3 separate regions of the Mus musculus genome follow, and all the other regions are linked to region 3. The links are chromatin contacts, called in public Hi-C maps. All regions are on one chromosome and are shown on one strand. Each heading gives the region's core, a stretch centred on a gene start, on an enhancer-like site or on the middle of the called end of the contact. The rest is flanking DNA. Distances are from core to core; before and after follow the strand shown.

Evidence for each region. Hi-C and Micro-C count contacts between places; a contact is called where the count stands out from the background.
Region 1: a Hi-C map of bone marrow-derived macrophages shows a contact between it and region 3, with 4 times the contacts expected there. The contact joins two enhancer-like sites. A contact is called at or near these places in 6 of 484 Hi-C or Micro-C datasets (bone marrow-derived macrophages, embryonic fibroblasts, liver and 1 more), 1 of 115 datasets of contacts at active chromatin or transcription factors (bone marrow-derived macrophages) and 1 of 9 other capture datasets (embryonic stem cells).
Region 2: a contact with region 3 is called in a Hi-C map of granulocyte-monocyte progenitors, with 2.5 times the contacts expected there. The contact joins two enhancer-like sites. A contact is called at or near these places in 2 of 484 Hi-C or Micro-C datasets (granulocyte-monocyte progenitors and macrophages).

What each region holds. Positions count from the first base shown.
Region 1 is chr10:20,665,207-20,668,441 of GRCm38.p6, reverse strand. It overlaps a transcript of Pde7b not described here. Among named protein-coding and RNA genes, the nearest start is that of Pde7b, 120 kb to the right of the region's middle. Within about 2 kb of position 1,516, at least 11 of the 459 cell types and tissues checked have an H3K27ac peak or open chromatin away from gene starts, as enhancers often do. A contact at or near this core is called in bone marrow-derived macrophages, where this site is marked.
Region 2 is chr10:20,588,653-20,591,821 of GRCm38.p6, reverse strand. It overlaps a transcript of Pde7b not described here. Among named protein-coding and RNA genes, the nearest start is that of Pde7b, 42 kb to the right of the region's middle. Within about 2 kb of position 1,436, at least 31 of the 459 cell types and tissues checked have an H3K27ac peak or open chromatin away from gene starts, as enhancers often do. A contact at or near this core is called in granulocyte-monocyte progenitors, where this site is marked.
Region 3 is chr10:20,833,604-20,836,903 of GRCm38.p6, reverse strand. The region is part of intron 1 of Gm33510 (a long non-coding RNA gene); the gene reads left to right. Among named protein-coding and RNA genes, the nearest start is that of Gm33510, 3.5 kb to the left of the region's middle. Within about 2 kb of position 1,868, at least 60 of the 459 cell types and tissues checked have an H3K27ac peak or open chromatin away from gene starts, as enhancers often do. A contact at or near this core is called in bone marrow-derived macrophages and granulocyte-monocyte progenitors, where this site is marked.

The sequences.
Region 1 (3,235 bases), core at 267-2,766, 170 kb after region 3:
TCAAAGTTGGCAGCCACAGCATTAGGCCCCTCAACCAACGCGTATCCATGACCTCAGGAGCAGGTCTAAGTTGAACAGCTCAAGTCAAAGCCTCCAGCAGTTTTAGAGTGCATGCCTAATGCCAGTTATTCTTCTTAACTGTGTCCTTAACTGCTACTACATGAAAAAGCACGTTTTTATCACCTGGGACTCAGATCCCTGACAAGTGTGCTGCTTTTAAGCTGTTTGCAGGAACAGTGCTCAATTACGTCTCTACACAAGGAAGGTTGAAACTCAAGAATGCCTTGATTGCACTGCCAATAACATGGTTTCATAACATGAAGACACTTTCCTAAACGTGACTCCATACCCTTGGAATATTCCTGATCATTGTTCTTTATAATTAAGCTACCTTCTGGCGTCAGAAGCATGATAGAGATGCTGTTTTTAAAAACTGGATTTGGGACAGTAATTATGCAGTTGGTAGTGCGACTCTGTACCCTATACACACAGATTACTGGAGGGAAATGTTTGCAATGTAAGAATTAAAAAAGTAAAAATGTTTGGCTATGAGAAATAAGTCACTAATTACAGTATCTCATTAGAAATAGTCTTTACTTGTAAGAAGCCTGGGAAAACTCTAAGTCATAAGCTGTCCCTATAAATAATTAGCTCTGGCAAGAAAATTCTAATGGCCCATTAAATTTTTCACACCCACAGTTGTCCAGGGGAAAATATAAGCAAAACCTGATTGTCCTGATTTCAGATGAACGGTAGACTTTCTCCAGCAACCAGATGAATAACTTTGCCTACCATGGGTATGTGTTTCTTTTTCCAATGTGATGTGGAATTCTCACTTATCAGAAACTAAAATAGGTCTAACCTTCAGCAAATAGGTCTAGCCTTCAATAAATAGGTCTAACCTTCAGCAAATAGGTCTAACCTTCAATAAGCAGCTATAACCTTCAGCAAATAGGTCTAACCTTGAATAAATAGGTCTAACCTTCAGCAGATAGATCTAACCTTCAGCAAATAGCATCTCTACCTTTGAGCTTACTTTCAAAACAATATAAAGTAGGTGACATATACAATTTAAGATAGTCTTTAGATAGATGCCTTTACAGGTAGGGTCAGGTATAGATGCCCATTTTTATGATGGCCATTTCAATATTTATATTTGGATGACTTTTTACCATGTTATCCCTGTTTTTATGTTTCTACTTTTGATGCATATGAGGATAGTCTCTCATGAAGCCAGACACTTTAGACCTATGTAGAAAACCACAAAAATCCTAATTTTCTCTGTCAATGTGGTAGTCACAAGTCTTTTTTGTGAATTTCATGTATTTTCTGTGGGGCCCTGAAATGAGAGGTTATTAAAAACTTTTCAAGAGCTTGCAGAAAGAGAAAAATAATTTTACACAGGTAACATATTGGAAGGATATTTTGGTCATCAAACAGCTGCCTATCAGAACTGTTAAATCTTCATGTGTGCCTTGCATTTTTAGTTTGCATAGTGTTTATGGCAGGTGACACAGGTACAAAGGTCCGTTTGGATGTGGGAACTCAAAGTTCACACAATAATATTTCTGAAAGGAAGTTAGAGGGTTCTAAAACCATCAGATTTCCTATCACAGAAAGGATATGAAAGCAGATGTTGGGAAAGTGCTTATAGGGGCCGAGTGTAGACTCACTTCCTTATTTTGATTAAATACAGGCAAAGGCTTATACTTAAGTCCAGTATCAATTGCAAAATATTCTCCTTCCAATTTTAAATGTTCTAAAGCAAGTTGAGGGTGAGAGAAGACGATAACGGGAGGAGGGAACTCAGAGGTCAGGCAGGACAGGTCATCAACAGTGAGAAAGAACATTCCAGAAAGAAGAAAATGAACAAGCCAAGAAGAGAATCCAGTGTGAGTCTCTGAGAAAGTGACAGTTGAGCCGTTGAGAACAGTAACATCTAAGAATGGCTTCCATCATATGACTAGTTATAGGCACGATTTCGTTTAAATGTCTTAGAAATAGACTTTCAGCATTCCCATTTACAGACAAGGAACTGCAGACCAAATTGAAGAAGCTTGCCTGAGATCATTTAATCAATGTGGGAGCCAGATCATAGGGGACAAGGCAGCCATCATTTCACCTGGGCCTGAGTATTACCTGCACACTGATGCTTCATGGGAATCACTGAGGCAGTCTGAAGCAATTGGTCCATCTACACTTCAGACTCCTTCTGACTCTAAATCCCAGTCACATTGCAGGAACAATAATACCAAGCATTTACTGATCACACTCATGTGCTAATAACTATATAGGAACTCATAGATTATTTCTTCTTTCCCTCCTCTCACCACCACAGAGTGTCTCATCTAATATAAATAAATAAATAAATAAATAAATAAATAAATAAATAACAGTATGAGTCCCAGTCCAGGACCCACTGCAAAAGTTGCACAAATCCGGATGTCACCTCATGTATTTGTCCTTTGGCCACACTTTTTTTTCTTATCTGTCATTCCCCATAAAAATATCATCTGCCCAGAATGCTAAAGCTTGATTCTCCAGTCTCAATGGAGGTATTGCTCACCCAATAGGACACATTCCTCCTGCCTCCAAGCTTACCCGTCTTCTCTGTAGAAAGAGTTCACCTCATCTCGTATCCCTACCCCTCCCAGGATCTCCCCCTTTACCAGGTGTCCCAATTCAAGGCATTGTTGGAGCATAAAAAGGAAGAAGAATTTCCCTTTTTCCATTGATCTTCAAAATTATGAGCAATTATTTTTGCTTTAATAAAGCCCTAGTTTTCGTTGGTGCCTTTGATGTCCTTTGGTTTCCCTTTTCAAGTGTTCTTTGAAGGAATTTGTATTCATGGCAGGTATCAGAACTTCCTGGCGCCATCTAAAGTGCTGAGAGCAGATACGCAATGTTGCTTCATGGGACCCTTTTTATTCTGAGAGTGATGAGCTTGTCTGCTCCTGGAGACAGCAAACTCCTGGCTGACAATGACTGCATTGCCTTCTTTTGTTTTTTTTTTTTTTTTTTTTTACCATAACACATATATCACTGGCATGTTGATGGATGGGCTTTCCAGAGTTGTCTAGAGAATAGTGTGACTCAGAGATCTTAGTGACCAAGGGCTGCCCTGGGCAATTTATCTCGTCTTCTTATGGCTCTTGTTGACTTTGAGGTAGAGTCTTATTATGTACTTCAGGATGATCTCAAATTCACAATCCTTCTGTCTCTGCTTCCAAAGTGC
Region 2 (3,169 bases), core at 187-2,686, 240 kb after region 3:
CACTTGATTATCTTGTTTCAATGCAAAATCTGATTACATCTAGGATGGAGCCAGAAAGGATACATTTTAATCAGCATCCAGGTGACGCTCCTGCTGCTGCTCTATAAATCACATGTAGCAAAGTCATAGGAGATGAGCAGGCACACTTCCCAGACCTGATAAGGTCTTTTCTTTTCCTGTGCCAAATGTAACAGATGCCATTTTGTACCCTTCTTCTGCCTCCTGGATACTTGTCACCTCTTTTAATCAAAACTATGAAATATTTGTAATTTTTTTTCTTCAGGAAGGCACATTGTATACTTAAATAAATATCGAGTGGGATGGTTTTAGTTATTCTAGTAAGTAAAAAAAAATGTTTATGACAGAACAGACAGACATTGCACCCACTGTCCTGCAATATTAAAAGTACAAGCTTACAGGAAGTCTGAAGGACCCACGGATTCAGATCGCAATGCTGGGTCATTGCTAGCTGTACCTACCATGGGCTGAATCGACTCAGAATGGAGTGAAGTTTGTTAGTCATTGTGGCACTGCTGTGACAAATACCTAACATGAACCACTTAAGGGGAAAGGGGCTCGTTGGGCTCTCGGGTTGAGGAGCCAGTCCATCCCAGCCGTGAGGTCACGGTGATGAGAGTGAGGCAGCTGCTTGCATGGCATCTGAAGCCAGGAAGCAAAGAGCAAGGAATACAGCTACTCGGCCCACTCTCTTCCCTGTAATCAGTGCAGGACAGCCATCCCAAGAACTGTGCTGCCTACAGTTACAATGGGTCTTTTCACCCCAAGTCACCTAGTGTGCTTCCTCACACACATGCCAGAAATCTGAATTTAGGGTGATTCTCCATCCTGCTTGTCAACAAGGTAAACCATCACAGAAGATGATCAAAGAGACCTGTCCATTTCCTATGTAAAATCACGTAGGCATTAATGTTATATTAAGCCTTTGCACTTAAAATTACATTTTGGTGAGTGTGATATCAATTGATGTATTTCCTAAGAAATGCTAGCTCATTCTGTGAACAGAGGGGTCCACAGGATGGGCCATGTAAGATGCCTGGATTCTCCACATTGATGTAAGGCTAACACAATGCCCTTGTTATTCAATTTATTTTAAAGTCTGCAAACATTGTTTTAAGTCCAATTTAAATAAGTTGGCAAGGCATTGAAGTTTCCTAAGTGGGAAACTCTCTCTAATGTGAGCAGTTCAGTAAAATTCTTCCTAACTATTCTTTAGGCACTTCTCTTACTCTCCTTAAACTGGTGGGTCTCTGTAGACTTGCAGAGCCTCCCTGACAACTAAAGATAAAAAGGTATTGATCTTTTGTAGCAACACCCAGAATCCATTTCCAAATGTTACAGGACTTTGCCTTATGTTGCTAGTGGCGTGAAAATCTTGGAAAGGGGCGGTTGCTGCCAGGGGAGACTCAATGTTTACTCGGGTTTCTTCATTTCCCATATGTGAGTGCTTACTCGCCAAGCCAGAAGCACTTAGTCCCACCGACAGTAACCTCTTATGAAACAGACTTCCTCTGTGCACTGCAAACCCGCAGAAACAGAAACAAAGCAAATCAGCTTGGTCCATCTTTCTTTGAACCAGATGCTCCTAAGAGTGTGCATTGGGCAATTCTTTCATCCACCTAAGGCCAGCTCGAATGGGGGAAGGAGGAATGCTTTGAATAAGAACACAATTGCAGGAAGACTGTTCATCATCTAGGGCTGTTGATAACACAGCAAGCTTGAGTTGAGAATGACGCATATCAGGTCCCTGACGAAGACATCAAAGCTATTTATTACAGGACCTGGAAGTAAATTGGAGTCTCCTAGTTTAAAAAAGAAAAAACAAAAAGCAAAAACACCCTACAGTAATGTCATTCAGAAGGCAGCACATATTCAGGTTGACTTTGAACTTAGTAGCTCATAGCTCAGGTCTGTTAATATTGAAAAGGACTTTCATCTAGTCTAAGAGATATGGACATTTGCACTCTGAGCAGTTAATCATACCTAGTTGCTGAAATTGATTGACAAATGCTAGTATTAATTTTCCAATTAAAAAGACCAACCTGAGGACCAGCAATGTCCACATTTGAGCACATGGTGGGTCTTATACAAATTTATTCTAGATATTTCCATATGTATTACCATATGGAATTACTATACACATATGTATTTCCATATGTGTATAGTATTCATATAGGAAGCCAGATGATGATTTATAAGAGGAAAGAGGAAAGGATTCCCTACTATGGTTATAAATCTGTATTCTGGAGTTGTTGGATGAAAATGGTCCCTGTGAGGGTACACTGAGATAAGGTGCCTGGTGTCCACACAAAGCTGAGAGTCTCACCTTTCTATGACCCTACCTGCCTGTCCTCAACCTAATACATTCACATGGAGAGAGAGACAGACAGATACAAACACAGACACAGAGAGACAAACACAGACACAGAGAGACAAACAGAGACACAGAGAGACAAACACAGACACAGAGAGACAAACACAGACACAGAGAGACAAACACAGACACAGAGAGACAAACACAGACACAGAGAGACAAACACAGACACAGAGAGACAAACACAGACACAGAGAGACAAACAGAGACACAGAGAGACAAACACAGACACAGAGAGACAAACACAGACACAGAGAGACAAACACAGACACAGAGAGACAAAGAGACAGAGACAGATAAAACAGATGCAAGGGGAAATCACACAAAGGCTACAGAGGACGGAGAACGGAAGGAACTTTGTTCCACTGTGAGTAACCTCTTTCAAAATGGACTTCCTTCAGGGAATTAGACATCTGGACATCACCAAGGTCTCAGGTGTGCTGGAATGAAATTAACCCCTTCCTTTCACAACCTAGCCCTTTTGCTGCTAGGTAAGGAAAATCCCCACCGGCAATAATGAAAGCCTTCTAAGTAGCCCTTCCCCACAGCCTAACTGTTTCTCGGTACCATCTGCCTCTTTGCTTAAGCTGGGGAGACTGAAGGAAACTTTCTGAGGCTAGATGAGATAGATGAATGGAGTTTTCTGGACTGTCCAGGGCTGTGGCTTCTCCGGGTGTTCAAAGTTTTCTACCATGTTTTTCTACATAAATCTAAAGTCAATGGGCAGGAACTTAGAAAGATTGAGTAACTCATTATAGATATAGATTAGATGGATGA
Region 3 (3,300 bases), core at 619-3,118:
TTTCCTTGAAACTCTTTTCCTTGTGAGTGCTTACAGACTTTTCAGCCTGTCACGCAGACTTGACCGGAGTGTGTGGCATTTCCCAGTGTGCGTGGCATATATATATTATTTATAAGGAATCTAGCACAGTATCTAGCCCTTTGAGAAAGATTAGCAAGTTTTTACTCCTTATTCTTTCTCCCTTTGCCTGTTCTTCCCTCTTTTCACTAAAAACTTATTGAATATATTTTACATAATAACCACATGGTCAGCAAACTGGGAGGCAACTAAGAGTAAAGTTTGAACTTAAGAAATATCCACACTGCCTAAATGTCTCTAAAGGCACAATAAAGAAGACATGTTAGTGATATTGATGAGAAAATGTCCCAACTTATTGTGATGTCAGTGTGTGTGAACAGGAAGCTTTAAGCCAAGGAAATAAAGAGGACCCATCAAAAATGGAAAGATGTTCCATGTTTGTGGCTTGATAGAATTAATAATGATAAAATATACACACTACCTAGAATGGTCAGTAGATCTAGTATAATTTACCTCAAACTACTAACAACACTCCCTATATAGCCAAAATGAGTCACGAAACTCAGAGAGATCCAAGAAAGACCTTGAATACCTGGTGTATTCTTGAACAAAAACAATAAAACCGAGACTATTACAATATAATATTGAAACACACTATGGAAGTATAGTAATCAAACAGCATGGCATTGTCACAAAACGGACCCATTGACCAACTTCAGAACAGAATAAATATTTAGACACAAATCCCTGTATGCAGAGCCAACTGATTTTTAACAAAAGCAATAAGAATGCTAGAGAGAGGACAAAGTCTCCCAAAAACAGCACTGTGAGATGTTGGTATGTATATGTGTATCTGTATCTGTGTGTGTGTATGGATATATGTGTGTGTGTGTGTGTGTGTGTGTGTGTGTGTGTGTGTATGTGTGCGTATATATATGTATGTACATATATGTATGTTTATATTGTATATGCATATATATGTGTGTGTGTGTGTATGAATGAAATTAGCCCCCTCCATCTCATGTGATACAAAACCCATCTCAAAATAGATTAAGGAACTATAAGACCCAAGACAAAGGAACTACTGAAGAAAAGAGAAAGGGACACCTTCAGGATGTTGGGCAAAGATTTTTTTAAGGCCCTAAAACATGGAGAATAAAGGTGAAGTAAACAAATGGAGCTCTGTAAAACCACGAAGCCTCTGCACCACTGTGCAGTGGTAACAGAAAGAAAAATGGACACACTGCTTATTTGATAAGAGTTAGTGTCTGGAATATATATGAATCCCAACAACAGCAAGAAGTATGATTTTAAACAAAGGGCAAATACTTTGCACACACAGTTCTTAAAAGAGGAAATACAAGTGGCCAGTGAATACATAAGAAAGAGCTCAGCATCACTAGGAAAGCTCAGGATCATTAGGAAAATACAAATCAAAACCACACTGGAGTTTCACTTCCCCCACTGAGAGTGGCTTCTGTCAAAAGGACAAGACAGTATCGGAGAGGATGCAGAAGGTGGATGACTCACAGGCTGTTGGTGGCAGTGCACGTGGATATAGCCACCATGAAAATCTGTACGGAGTTCCTCAGAAAGTGAAAACGAAAGAACCATATACACAGCAACCACACTACTGAGTTTCTAAAGAAAACGGAATCGTCATGTCAAAGAGATACCTGGACATCTCCTTGTCCTGGAACTCTGTAGACCAGGCTAATCTTGAGCTCAGAGATTTGTCTACCTCTACCTCCCAAGTGCTGGGATTAAAGGTGTGCACCACCATGTCCAACTGGATGGACTTTTAAAAATAGATTGTAAATGTTCACATACGCATTCTGGAACCCACCGCTGAGTACGTAGCAGCCAATACACTATGTGGTCTTCACAGCTTTCTTGTCCCAGTTGTCACTCAGCCCCACTCCCTCCTGATAGAACTTCCCATTTTAAACTGTGTAACTATTTCTGGATGCATTACTATAACTCAGTACGTGTATACAATGTGTATTGACCAGGTCAGGTCAGCGAGCACTTCCATCTCTGCAGACATGGCTCCTGTGTGTTAGGGACCAAACACTTTTCTCCTCTGGTGATTTGGGGATGTGCAGTCTTTTTTTTTTTTTTTTTTTTTTTACTGAGGCTATGTTCAGTCTGCTTTGCTGTAGAACATTCCACTTACTTCCTGTCAGCTGTATTTTGGTTAACACTGTGGACTAAGCATTCCCTCCTACTCTTCCAGTGACATCTGTTTTACTTCCGAGTTATCAGTTCCACCTTTAGTGAGCAGGCAGTGTTTGTCTCCTGTGCCTTACTTACTTCACTTAATGTGGTGCTGTACTGCTCCACTATGTTATAATTTTACCTACTAACATAAATTATTATATTTTATAAAAATATTAATATTATCATGTATGTATATTATGCACATATTTACTTGTATATTTTTATATATTATATCTAATATATTACTTATTGCCTATTATAGAATTTTATCCTTTATGATTTAACATTATTCCATTGAAGACACACAAATAGCACTGATTAAACTCAGTGGGTCACAGAACAAACAAAGAGACAAGAATGTAGAACAAATAGCTGCTAGGGAGGTGTGGGGGTTGACAGGGGACAAGGGGGGAAATTAATCATAATGTTATAGTAATATACAATATAATACATATATAATCTATTATATTCACATATGCTACATATATTACACACATATATAATATACAATATATATATATTTAGGTATAGGCATATAGATATAGGTATAGATATAGACATAGATATAGATAGATATAGTCCAGGAACAAATTCAATGTTATTTTTGAACGAAAATTATAAAAAAATAATTCTAATCACACAAAGGAAATTATTTTAAATTAAAATACAACTACATCATTTATGCCCCTCTCTTTCTTATCTTCAAACACTCCTTTTTGATGCATCTGGAATTCATGGCCTCTTTGTCTTTAACTGTTATGGTTTTACAGACATACACACAGACAAACACACATACACATGCACACTATAGTCATATGCAACACACATATACACATGCACAGATACACACAGACACCCACACAGACATACACCCAATCACACACACACACAGATATATACAGTCACACACAGAGACACACATACAGACATACACACAGTCACACACACACACACACACAGATACACATAGAGGCATACACACAATCACACACACACACAGACATACACACAGTCTCACATACACAGATGTACACACAGCCACACACAGAGACATATACACAG